Linked DNA regions of Mus musculus: region 2 is linked to region 1. The links are chromatin contacts, called in public promoter capture Hi-C maps. All regions are on one chromosome and are shown on one strand. Each heading gives the region's core, a stretch centred on a gene start, on an enhancer-like site or on the middle of the called end of the contact. The rest is flanking DNA. Distances are from core to core; before and after follow the strand shown. Region 1 holds the start of C1qa (complement component 1, q subcomponent, alpha polypeptide). Region 2 holds the start of Cela3b (chymotrypsin-like elastase family, member 3B).

Region 1 (6,222 bases), core at 3,489-5,988:
GCCTGGCCTGGCTCTTCCAGCAGGTGTCAGGCTCGGTCCGTGCTCAGCCTTCTCCACCACGCCCACCATTCTGCCAGGCTCAGCTTCCAGGTTCAGAGGAATTGCGGGTTTTCAGAGTGTCTGGAATGTAGGTTAAGGAAAGGTTCCACACTCTCCACTTACTGGGTCAGGCATGACCCCACAAAGTGACAGGAGCTCTCCACTTTGAGGCCAGACAGCCTGGCTTAGCTGTAGATCCCCCACCTTCCAGCAGGGTGCCTTATGTCAGGGAGCCTCAGTGGCTGTTTTACACTTTGTTTTGAAAGCCAGTACACGGGGTCCCCAAAGTCAAAGTCTTTCCCAGCCTGTGGAGGTGTGCATTCAGGCATGGGGGGAGGGGGGGCTGAGGGATCAAGAAGAAGCCAAGAAGGAACTCTGAGGATCATGTGGTGGCTTGGAGTTGAGGGGGGTCTAATCTCCCTGGAGTGTCTCACCTCCTCCTGACCCCAGAGGCTCTCGGCTGCAGTCACAGGGCATGATGATGTGTGTCCAAATGTACCTGCAGGCCATGTCAGGGATGACTCTGAGACCAGGTGCACCAGCCAGTGAACAGGAGGGGGGAATAGTCCCCGACTGAGCTGTGAGCACATGGGGGTTAGTGTGGGAGGAAACACAGGCTTTCGTATTCTGTGCATGTGGAAATGTGCACATCCATTACAACTGTGCATGTCTGTGTGTGCATGTGTGTGCGCCCATGTGCCTGGATGCATGCGTGTGTTTGGAGACGTGACTAGTGTGTACCTCCAAGGCTGTACATAGTGTTCTGAGAGGAAGTCCCTGAGCCCATGTTCTGGTGAGGAATGGGTGAGCCTCAGCCCACATGGGATCATGGTAAGTCTCAAGGGTAGTGTGTATGTGAGCAGGAGACAGTGTATGTGTGATTGCTGTGAAACTGTGTGTGTATATCTCCATGTGTGATTGTGTTTGAGCCTGGGATTGTGGGAATGCACTTGAGCACCCAAGATCCTCAGTTGTCCCCACCCCACCCCCAGGGCTGCTAAGCAGTCAGGTGACAGCAATCCACTCTCCATGTCTTCCTGGAAACCAACCGCTCAGGAAATTCAGCTCTGGGAAAGACTGCTGGGTGTCCGAGAGAGCCACTTGTTTGCCCTCTCTGAGCTAGGCTGCAGAAGCACCTGTGTGGTTTTGTCCAAGGATAACTGGGAAGACTGGGAGGGTATTGGTCAGCTAGCCTGATTTCAACTGCAGCTCCTTGCCTGAGGTACTGACCTGGGGCTTGATGCCCCCTGCTCCTTAGTCATCTGGGAAGTATGGTTAGAATTCTCACTTAGGAGCTTGCTCAACAAGACTGACCAACACAGAACAACAGACCCCTGTCTCCAGCTTTCACGCCCTGGCCACGGCAGCCCCCTCCCCTCTCCAAACTTCCATTACTGGCACCACTTAGCAGATTTGGAAACTGAGGTCATGTGGTGTGATCTGGCAGCTAGCAGGGGCTGACATCTGGAGCCTGGTTGATATGCCCTCCGCAACCATTGTGTACAGTGCTAACTAACACTGCTTTCCCAGTCAGCCAAGCAGTCAGCGATGGCCACTTTTTTTTTTTTTTTGAGACGGGGTTTCTCTGTATAGCCCTGGCTGTCCTGGAACTCACTTTGTAGACCAGGCTGGTCTCGAACTCAGAAATTCACCTGTCTCTGCCTCCCAAGTGCTGGGATTAAAGGCGTGCATCACCACCGCCCAGCAGCGATGGCCACTTTTATGCCCCTTTCCTGCTCAGTGCCCAGAACAGCCAGCCACTGCACGGAAAGTCACAGACACAGACGGGGATCGTTTATTCCAGAAAGTGCTTAAAGAAACCACTGGGCAGTGTGCAGAAACATCAGTCCTCAGTGCCCTCCCTCCGAGACAGCCCCTCCCCCAGGGTGCTAAAGCCCCAGCCCCTTCACTTTGCAGAGTGCGGAGGGGAGGGGTGCAGGACGGAGGGGGGGGCGTGGTCCACAACAGGGAGCGCAGGAGATGGCAGGATGCAGGGGCAGATCCCCAGCTCAGGCCGAGGGGAAAATGAGGAATCCGCTGAAGATGCTGTCGGCTTCAGTGCCCTGGTAAATGCGACCCTTTGCGGGGTCCTTTTCGATCCACACCTCGTCCCCTCGTCGCAGCTGAAGCACGGTGCCCCCTGCTAACACCTGAAAGAGCCCCTTGTTGTTGGTGTTAGAGAAACTCAGGGAATCCCTGGGCTGGCCCCCGGAGGAAGACTTGATAAACAGACAAAGGTCCCACTTGGAGATCACTTGGAAGTTGAAGTAATAGAAGCCGGGCACTGCACAGATGAAGCGACCCGTGTGGTTCTGGTATGGACTCTCCTGGTTGGTGAGGACCTTGTCAAAGATAACCACGTTGCCAAGCGTCATTGGGTTCTGCCGAATGGCTGAGAAAGCTGGCCGGGGCTGGTCCCTGATATTGCCTGGATTGCCTTTCACGCCCTTCAGTCCTTGGGGGCCGCTGTCCCCCAGGGGACCACTGGGACCTGGGAGCCCCACATTGCCAGGTTTGCCAGGGGGGCCAGATTCCCCTGGGTCTCCTTTAAAACCTCGGATACCAGTCCGGATGCCAGCAGCTCCTGTGTGCAAAGAGAGCGAGCAGATTGGTAGATGTGGAGTGGGGTGGGGCATCGTGGGTAAGAAGTCCAGAGCCTGCCTATCCTCACAGAAAAAGCCTTTGCTTTGAAGAGACCCAGTCTGACTGGCCTGACTGGCTGTGTGGTCTTGGGCAAGCATGTTAACCTCTCTGAGCCTCTGCTTCAACTATAAAACCCAGAGAAGCAAATGCAGCCATGTGACAGACCCTGCATTTTTAGGAAACGTGGGGCTGGCTCTCTGGTTGCTCAGTTGAGTCCAGCCATGGTGCTGTCACCTCGCATGTCTCTAAATCACCAACTCCTTTTTCATATTTAGGACCCTTTGGCACAACTGTGTGCAAATCAGCATGAGGGTCCTTTTGGTCTGCAGGAGACTGGGAGGGTCAGGTTGACAGGTCAGGATGTCTTTTCTTCCGGCTCTGGTCATAACTCCTCCCCTCTCGTCCTCCTCAGGATCATGAATTCTAACAGGGTAGAGTGGACAGGAGAGCAGGGACAAAGTAGAGGGCTGGAAGGACATGCAAGTGACTGTTGATACTGGCTGATCTTTCTCTACGCACCAGGCAGGGCTCTGCCTCGATTTTACGGAGGAGGAAATGGACTCTCAGAGAGCATCCGTAATTTGTTTGAGGTCAACCAACAAGTCAATGGCTCTTGACTCTAGACTCTTGGGCCTCTTTTTTAGACCATCCACATCCATTCTCTGTGTGGCCTAGTCTTTGGAGGAGAAAGGGGAAAGAGGAATGTCAAAGCAGGAAAGAGAAGCTGGGGACAAGGTCCAAGAGAAGGCTAGGCCTTCAGGTTCCGGGGTGAACCGCTCACTGTAGTGACTTCCTGGAACTCAAATGCACCATCGCTTCTCAGGACCCCTAAACCATTGCCTCCAGGATGGTGCGGGACCAGCACCCCAGCCGGAGAGAACGCTTACCTGGCTCCCCTCTCTCTCCTTTGAGACCCGGCCTCCCCGGGCGGCCAGGATTTCCTGGAGCCCCATCCTTCCCGTTGGGTGCTCGGCAGACATCTTCAGCCACTGTCCATACTAGGGTCATGGTCAGCACACAGGCCACCAGCCATCCCTGAGAGGTCTCCATGGTGTCCCTACAGAGACACACAGGGACACTGGGTATGCTGGACACTTGGGATCACATGTCTGTCCCATGATGACATGTTACCATGTTCTACACGCAAGGTTATGTGACCCAGTCTAGGGCCATTCATATCCTCAATGCCTGTCTGGATCACAGGTCCCCGATACTAGCACTAACAATGACTTTGACCCTAACCCCTAGCCCTAGCTAGAACCCTGACCCTTCTTACTCTGCCCTTAACCCTAGCACCCACCCCCTACCCTAATCCTAACCTATAGGCCCTAGCTCTAGGCTTAATCCTGACCCTGACCCTGACCCTGACCTTGACCCTGACCTGACCCTAGCCCTAGCCCCAGCCCTAAACCCCACACTACCTTTTGCTCTGCACCTGTCCAGCATTTGCTCCTATATCCACACAGACCTCCCCGCTCTCTGGACACGCAGGCTCACACACTCCCACGGATGATGGATCTCATTGAACAAATATTTACCAAGTGTCAGCACTGTTTTAATTACAATCTCCGGCCCAGATGGTGAGCTATGCACACTCACAGGCTTTCACAAACATCTGCCTACTCTCCCGCAGCCTCAGCCCCTTTCCACATCCACATGAGGGCTGACTGTCCCTGCAAAGCCCTCTGCTGCTGGGCGCTGACTCCCCCGAGCGCTTTCTGGCTTTCTGTGTTTCTGAGGCATGGAGCATGGTTCTGAGCTACTAGCTCTCACGGTTCCCCAAAGCTCTGGCCAGAGGAGAGGGTCCTTCCACCTGCCTGCTCTGTGTCAGTGTCCCCAGCCTATCCACCCTTGCACTGAACTAGCTTGCAGCAATATTCTTCCCTCTCGCCTCAGTTCTCCAGAGTGGTCCCCCAAGGTTGGTTTCCCAGCCCCCTCTCCCTCAGGCTTGGTCTCACCTGCCTCCGTGGTCCGATCAAACTGGATGCTCCAGCCCTTTGCTGATGGTGGGACACCCGTCAGCAAAGGCGTGTCACCAGGACACTGCCAAGTTTCATATCCTTTCCGACTTCCCCTTCTTGGAATCTACCCCCTGAACTTCCCCAGGGCCAGACACCACACACGGAAATTTTAAGCGGACCTCAGCACGTTTGGGACAGGGGATGTCCTGCCCAGCCACAGTTGTGGGGAGGACTCTGAAGATGGGGGTTGGGGTTCTTCAGGATCCAGAAAAGCACAGAATATCAGGGCAGAAGGACTCTGTCTTCAAACTTGTACCCTGGGGCTTTTTTCATGATTGGGAAAGACACAAGAGCTTAGGGCCAAGTGCTTATAAAATTCAAAGAAGGGACAGGCCACCTGGAACAGAGAGAACAGACCACTGGGAGGCTGAAGGCACATAGCAATGGGTTTCAAGGCTCGATACTCCCTAACAGCCTGTCTTTGGGAAGCTCCAACATCTCTTCGCTCTTGGTTTCTTCCTTACCTTTTTTTTGTTGTTTTTAAAACGATCTATTTATTATGCATACAGCATTCTGCTTGCATATATGCCCACAGGCCAGAAGAGGGCGACAGATCTCATTACAGATGTTTGTGAGCCGCCAGGTGGTTGCTGGGAATTGAACTCAGGACCTCTCGAAAAGCAGCCAGTGCTCTTAACTTCTGAGCCATCTCTTGCTTTCCCCCCCCTTTTTTTCTTTTTCCTTTCATTCTTTCTTTCTTTCTCTTTTCGAGACAGGGTTTCTCTGTGTAGCCCTGGCTGTCCTGGAGCCCACTCTGCAGACCAGGCTGGTCTCGAACTTAGAGATCCACCTGTCTCTGCCTGGGGTTAAAGGCGTACGCCACCACCATCCAGCCTCACTCTTAGATTCTTTATCTGTAACCTGGGATCAAATTCTATCTCAGAAGGTTGTTGTGAAAGTTTAATGTCAGGCAGCTGCAGAACACGGGGCACCTGATAACCACTTATTCACCAAATGTCATCAATATTAAAAAATAGTTTATTTATTGTTTCTCTTTGTATATGCATGTTAGGGTGGGTTTGTGTGCTACGGTGGAGCACGTGTGGAGGTCAGAGGTCAACTTTGAGGAATTGGTTCTCTCCTACCATGGGATCTGAGCTCACATTCTCAGGTTGGTGAAGGGAACACTTTCACTCACTGACCCCAACATCTTTTCCTGAGACAGGTTCTTATATATCCAGGGTTGGCCTGGACATCCTGACCCTCCTGCTTCTACCACCTGAGAGCTGGGATTGAAGGTGTGCTTCCATTATGCTTGCTTTATTCAGAGCTGGCCATTGAACCCAGGGCTTCATAAATCCTAGCCAAGTGTTTGTTGTGGATAGCCCTGGGGCTAATTCTATTTGATGTTAATTCTGTTCTCCTGTGAGTGGCTGTGAACTAGGAATGAGTCAGCACTCAGGTGATTTCCTGTACACCTTCTTCTCACCTTAGTTTGTAAAATAAAGGAGAGCTGCTGGTTGGGCAGATAAAAGGGAAGGTGGAGCAGGAGGTGGAGAGAAAGAAGAAGGAGAAAATG
Region 2 (6,364 bases), core at 3,338-5,837, 530 kb after region 1:
GAAAAGAAAGGAAGGAAGGAAGGAAGGAAGGAAGGAAGGAAGGAAGGAAGGAAGGAAGGAAGGGTACAGTTTGGCAGTGGTTGCACACACCTTTGATTCCAGCACTTTGGAGGCAGAGGCAGGCAGTTCTTTGAGTCAGAGGCCAACCTGATATACAGAGCAAGTTCCAGAACAAAGAGTGCTACACAAAGAAACCTTGTTTCAAAAAAAAATTTTTTTAAAGAATACATAAAAGAGGGTGGGGCCGGGCATGGTGGCCCACTCCTTTAATCCCAGCACTGGAGAGGCAGAGGCAGACTGATTTCTGAGTTCGAGGCCAGACTGGTGTACGAAGTGAGTACCAGGACTATACAGGGCTATACAGAGAAACCCTGTCTCAAAAAAAAATGTGGCTGGAGAGATGACTCAGTAGCTAAGAGCACTGACTGCTCTTCCTAGAGGTCCTGAGTTCAAATCCCAGCAACCACATGGTGGCTCACGACCATCTATAACGGGATCTGATGCCCTGTTCGGCTATGTCTGTAAACATCTACAGTGCACGAATATATATATATATAATAAATAAATAAATCTTTAAAAAAATAAGGTGGGGCAGGCTGGAGAGATGGCTCAGTGGTTAAGAGCAATGACTGCTCTTCCAAAGGTTCTGAGTTCAAATCCCAGCAACCACATGGTGGCTCACAACCAACCGGAATGAGATCTGATGGCCTCTACTTGGTGTGTCTGTAGACACCTACAGGGTACTCACATATAATAATAAATAAATCTTGGGCTGGAGAGATGGCTCAGTGGTTAAGAGCCCTGACTGCTATTCTGAAAGTCATGAGTTCAAATCCCAGCAACCACATGATGGCTCAAACCATCCATAATGACATCTGATGCCCTCTTGTGGTGTGTCTGAAGACAGCTACATTGTACTTACATATAATAAATAAATACATGTTAAAAAATAAATCTTTACTAAAAAAAAGAGAGTGGGGCAGGCGATGTAGCTCAGTGGGTAGAGTGCCTGCCTAGCATGCGTAAAGCTCTGAGTTCTATGCCCAGCCCTGCAGAAGTAGGGTGTGGTGACACATGCCCAGAACCCCACCACTCAGGAGGTGGAAACAGGAACAGGAGGTCAGGAACACCCTCAGCTGTGTATTGACTTTGAGGATAGCCTGAGCTACCTGAAACCCCATCTCAAAGCCAAAGAGCAACACAACCTCCTCAACCAAAAATGGACGAAGACCATCGCCCGCTGTGCTTAGGTCCTGATTGACACTCGAAGACTCCTGTGTCCTCCTCACTCCTGCCACGTGTGTGCTGGCTGTGTTGTTTGCTTTGTTTTTGTTTTTCAAGACAGAATTTCTCTGTGTAGCCCAGGCTATCCTGGGACTCACTCTATAGACCAGGCTGGCTCCAAGCCTGGAGATCCTTCTGATCTGTGTCATTTTTTTACACTCTGATGGCCACAGTAACTCACTGCCATCACCAGTGTGTGGCCAGCAAAGGCTACAGGATATAGGCTCTGGTCCCTCACAGAATAAGCTGGGACCCTGTCTGTTCTCAGGGTCTTTGATGATGCAAATGCCTCCTATCTTCTTCATTGGTCTCAGCTTCCTGTGGCTGTTGAACACTGACATGAGTTTTTTCAGTTGCCTAATTTGTACCAATTTTGTGGATTTTGAAAGATGTTTATGTGCCAGGCAGTGGTTGCACGCTGTCTTTAATCCTAGCACTCAGGAGGAGAGACAGGCAGGCTATAAAGAATGTTTCCTTGTGTGCATGTGTGTTTCTCTGAACAGGTGTGTGTCACATGTGTTCTGGCCCCCTCAGAGACTAGAAGGCATGGGTCCCCTAGGGATGCTATTACAGGCGGTCTTAAGCTGCCAGACTAGGAACTGAACTCAGGTCCTCTGGAAGATCAGCAAGCACTCTTCACCACTCAGCTCTCTCCAGGTCTGGGTTTGGTTCTTGAGACAGGGTCTCTTAGAAGTCAGAGTGACATCAAACTTGCTGTGTAGCTGAGGCTGATCTTGAACTCCTGATCCTTCTGCCTCTACTGGGTTACAAGTTTGTATGGAACAACTATGTCTGCCTTACTTTATAGTAAACTATAGTCACACGTGGCTTGTGACTATTGTTAGACAGGGAGTTTAGCCCTATGAACATCTCCCCATGAACCTCTATGAAGTTCCTAACCCTTTTAAGCTCCCAGAACTTTGACCCTTTTGTAGAACCCAGGGAGATTAGAAACAAAATCTTTCCTCTAAACACAGCCCCCGAAGTTCCACTGCTATTAAGCCAATCTCTTAAGCACCACCCTTTCCCCAAATTCCACTTTCAAATCCCAGCCGAGATTGCAGATGGAACAGTTACAACCTCCAAGAAATATCTCTCTCCAAGAGTTTCCGGCCTTTTGAAGTCAAAGAAGGGAGTGGAGAGGAACTGGTGGGGTCAAGGCAGGCTGCCATGTCACCAGACCTGGGGTTCAGTGCCCATAGTAGAAGCAGGCGTGGGGAGTGGTGGTGGGGGCAGCTGCTGTCACTCTTACCTGCCAGGGCCAGCTGTGGGGAACAGCTTCCTCGCCATTGACAACTCGGCTGGAGGGGTTGTGGGAAGGCTGTCCACAGCCTGAGGCTAGAGGTGACAATTGAGAAGCCAGTCAGCCAGAGTGTCCTCAGAAGAAAGGGGTCGGGGTGGGAGAGCTGGTGTTTGAGCATGGTGCATTTGGAGGCAGAGGCAAGCTGAATTCTGTATATTCAAGGCCAGCTTGACCTATATGGTGAATTCCAGATCAGCCAATGCTACACAAAGAGATCCTGTCTAAAAAGAAAAAGAAAGAAGCAAAAGAAGAGGAAGAGGAGGAAGAAGAGATTGAGGAGGGAGAGGAGGAAGAGGAAGAAGAGGAGTATAAAGAAGAGGAAGAGGGGGAAGAAGAGAAAGAGGAAGAGGAGGAGGAGGAAGAGGAGGAGGAAAAGGAAGGGGAGGAAGAGGAGGGGGAGCCCTTCCCCTCTCTAGACTTCACTAGCCAGGTATGAAGTAGTGTTTATGCATTTAACCTACAACAGGGCTTCCCAGAGTCAGAGGAGGGCAGGGTCTCTTTTATCTCAAAGACTAAAGACTTGGGACTGAGCCTGGTAGTCAGGGAGCCCCCAAACTCTGAAACCAAAATGCTGGGCATTAGGGTGTGATCCCAGCATTGAGGATTCGAGCTCAAAGGATCAGCCACTGGTTTGAGGTAAGCCTGGGCTAACAGAGTGAAATCTTTTACCCCACCCCAAAAGAAAAAAAGAGGGCTGGCTGCGTGGTAACCCGGGCTAATGACCTGAGTTTTATCCCTGGGATCCCAACAGAGAGAACTGACTCCTGCAAGTTGTTCTCTGGTCTCCACGTGAGCTCTGTAACACACATACAGTCCCTAACAAATAAATAAATGTAATAAAAAAAATTAAAAATGGCAGCTAAAAGTGACATGCTAGCTCAGGCCTGTAGTCCCTGTGCTTGAGAGAGGGAGGCAGTGGGATTGCTAGGAATTCAAGGAAAGGCAGGCTGAGCTATAACATGAGACTTTCTATTAAAAAAAAATTCTTTTTAAAAAGGTGATTTATACCGGGCGTGGTGGCGCACGCCTTTAATCCCAGCACTCGGGAGGCAGAGGCAGGCGGTTTTCTGAGTTCGAGGCCAGCCTGGTCTACAAAGTGAGCTCCAGGACAGCCAGGTCTATACAGAGAAACCCTGCCTCGAAAAACCAAAAAAAAAAAAAAAAAAAAAAAAAAAAGGGCTGGTGAGATGGCTCAGTGGGTAAGAGCACCCGACTGCTCTTCCGAAGGTCCGAAGTTCAAATCCCAGCAACCACGTGGTGGCTCACAACCACCCGTAATGAGATCCGATGCCCTCTTCTGGTGTATCTGAAGACAACTACAGTGTACTTACATATAATAAATAAATAAATCTTTAAAAAAAAAAAAAGGTGACTGACCTATGAAGTGGCTGTTTGAGTGACACAGCTGGGTACGAAGTGAAACTCGGCCACCGACTCAGGATGGCTGTGTTACTTTAAAAGTCAGTTTCCCCACTGACTCCAAACTAGGCTGACTTACCTGGGGTCATAGAAGAAAAACAACCTGTCCCACCGTCACCTGCCTGACATAGTAGACACTTAGAAAATGCCATCGGGTACAATATGGTCGGCCAAGGGAAGCTTTGTGGGCTGTGTCACAGAAGACTGAAAGTTTGAGTTGGAGCCATCAAACCTCAGAGTTCAGACCTTAAGTCAGGAGGTCATCCATTGTCCCCTCAAGGAGTCTTGCCCCGTGGGCTCCCAGTCTTTCTGAGCTGGGTCATCTGAAGCTTGCCTGCCTCCTCCACTCCTGGCCATGAACCAAGCTCAAGGCCCTACAGTCCTGTCCTAGTTGAAGCTGAGACCTTCTGTAGAAGTAGGTATGGGGTGTCACCCAGGGAGGCAAAGAGTGAGGGTCTGTCATATTTCAGGGGCTCCCAGGCTGATGCAGCAAGGAGACATGGGACAAGCTGAGGGCTTACCAAGGGCCACAAGCAGGAGGGAACTCAGCAGTCGGAGCATGGTGAGCTTCAGGGTGATTAGAAAGAGATGTGGAACCGGGACTTTAATATAGTGCCGGAGGCAGGTGGAAGGGCTGGCCCCAGACCCCACTCCCACAACAGGTGGCAGAACACCAGCTTTTTCAAGGCCCAAGGCCACACACCAACCACTGTAGATTAGAGAGCAGGAGCTGAAGGAGGGACCTCAGACTTCCTCCAACCTGTGATTGCACAAGTGGTAGAGAACGGCCAACTGATAAGAGAGGGACAGGCAAAGGGTTCTATTAGACAGGCCGGGCTTTCCCAGGGAAGGCTAGAATAGCAGAGCTGATCAGGCCTGGGTTCAGATCCTGGCTTTGTCTATTGAGTGCTTAGTTTGACCATGGTGTCTCAGAGCTCTAGTCTCCTGCATGGGATTAATATTGATGTCCACCTCCATAAGAGACTGTTTCTGAGTACTTTCTCTGCTGTATTAGGGCTCTTTCTAGGGCTGTGAGCAGACAGCACATGATCCCAGTCTGCTCACAGTCTGCCTAGTGATGGCACAAGATGAACCCACAATTTTTTGTTTTTGTTTTTTGGGGTTTTTTTGAGACAGGGTTTCTCTGTATATCCCCACTGACCTGGACCTCACTCTGTAGACCAGGCTGGCCTCGAACTCAGAAATCCACCTGCCTCTGCCTCCCAAGTGCCAAAATTTTTAAGAAGCTGTCTCTAACCAGTGAGGGTGGGTGCCATACGGAAACAAAACATGGGTGATCAGGAGGGGACCCCTCCCTTCCCATTTGTCTTGGGAGGTTGAGGCAGAGTGACATATTGACTCTGGAGACGATATGCATGCAAGTGAGTCCTGAAGCCAGCCATGGGAACGGGTGGAGGGTAGACACTCAACTCAGGAGTGGCTTGCTCAAGAAAAAAGAGGGGCAGGGGTCTGGAGTCAACGAGGAGCTGGGTGAGGTGGCATCGTCTGTGTTCCCAGCTGCTCCAAGGCTGAGGCAGGAGGGTTATGAGTTGGTGGTCAACTAGGGTTGCACAGCAAGGCCCTGTCTCAAAGCAAAAAAATAAAATGGGTCTGGAAGCACAACACAGGGCCTCAAAGTAAGGCCTTTGGTTTTGTCCTTGTCAAGGAGGGGGAGGAGGAGGAGAGGGATATGGAGACAGAAGAGGAGACAAGGAAGAAGCAACCAGGTGAGGGGAGGAGGAGAAGGGAACAGGGAGGAGGAGAAGGAAGGAAAGAGAGGAATATAAAAGAGGAAGCAGGCTTGCTAAGATGACCTGGCACCTAAAGACGCCCATCGGGCCTCACGACCTGAGTTGGATCCCTGGGGCCCACCTGTTACAAGGAGAGGACCAACTCCTCTCCTCTGAGTTGCCCTCTGAGCTCCACGCATGCTGGGGCATGTGCACCCACTCCCATCACACACACACACACACACACACACACACACACACACACACACACACACACACAGAAGCAACAAAAATGCAATCGAAAGCTTTAACTAAAGGAGCTTGGTGAGGATCCTGCCAACGCACTGTCAACCAAGCTGAAGAGCTTGATGCTGGCACCTTCCCTGGGCTCCTTTATCTGCAGGGGCAAGGTCTCTTGCTGACCCCAGAGCTGGTGATTTGGCTGGTTTAGAGCCCTGTTCTCTGCCTTGCGAGTGCTGGCCGCACCGTGCCTTCTTCATGTATCCACCTCCTCAGCCGCTTTACTCCCCCACCCCACCCCTATTGGTGGGGATAGATTCCAGGGCCTCATGCATGCGGAGAGCCACCATCGAGCCACACACTAGCACAGGGCACAGGGCACAAGCCA

What was found. Promoter capture Hi-C pulls out the DNA fragments that hold promoters and counts their contacts.
Region 2: a promoter capture Hi-C map of liver shows a contact between it and region 1, with 5 times the contacts expected there. The contact joins the promoter of Cela3b here to the promoter of C1qa in region 1. A contact is called at or near these places in 1 of 39 promoter capture datasets (liver) and 2 of 484 Hi-C or Micro-C datasets (cerebellum and cortical neurons).

What each region holds. Positions count from the first base shown.
Region 1 is chr4:136,894,106-136,900,327 of GRCm38.p6, forward strand. C1qa (complement component 1, q subcomponent, alpha polypeptide) reads right to left here and starts at 4,739. Exons shown (of 3, transcript NM_007572.2): 1 at 4,641-4,739; 2 at 3,570-3,739; 3 at 1,811-2,623. The coding sequence starts at 3,732. The coding sequence ends at 2,049.
Region 2 is chr4:137,425,933-137,432,296 of GRCm38.p6, forward strand. Cela3b (chymotrypsin-like elastase family, member 3B) reads right to left here and starts at 4,588. Exons shown (of 8, transcript NM_026419.2): 1 at 4,528-4,588; 2 at 2,537-2,622. The coding sequence starts at 4,567.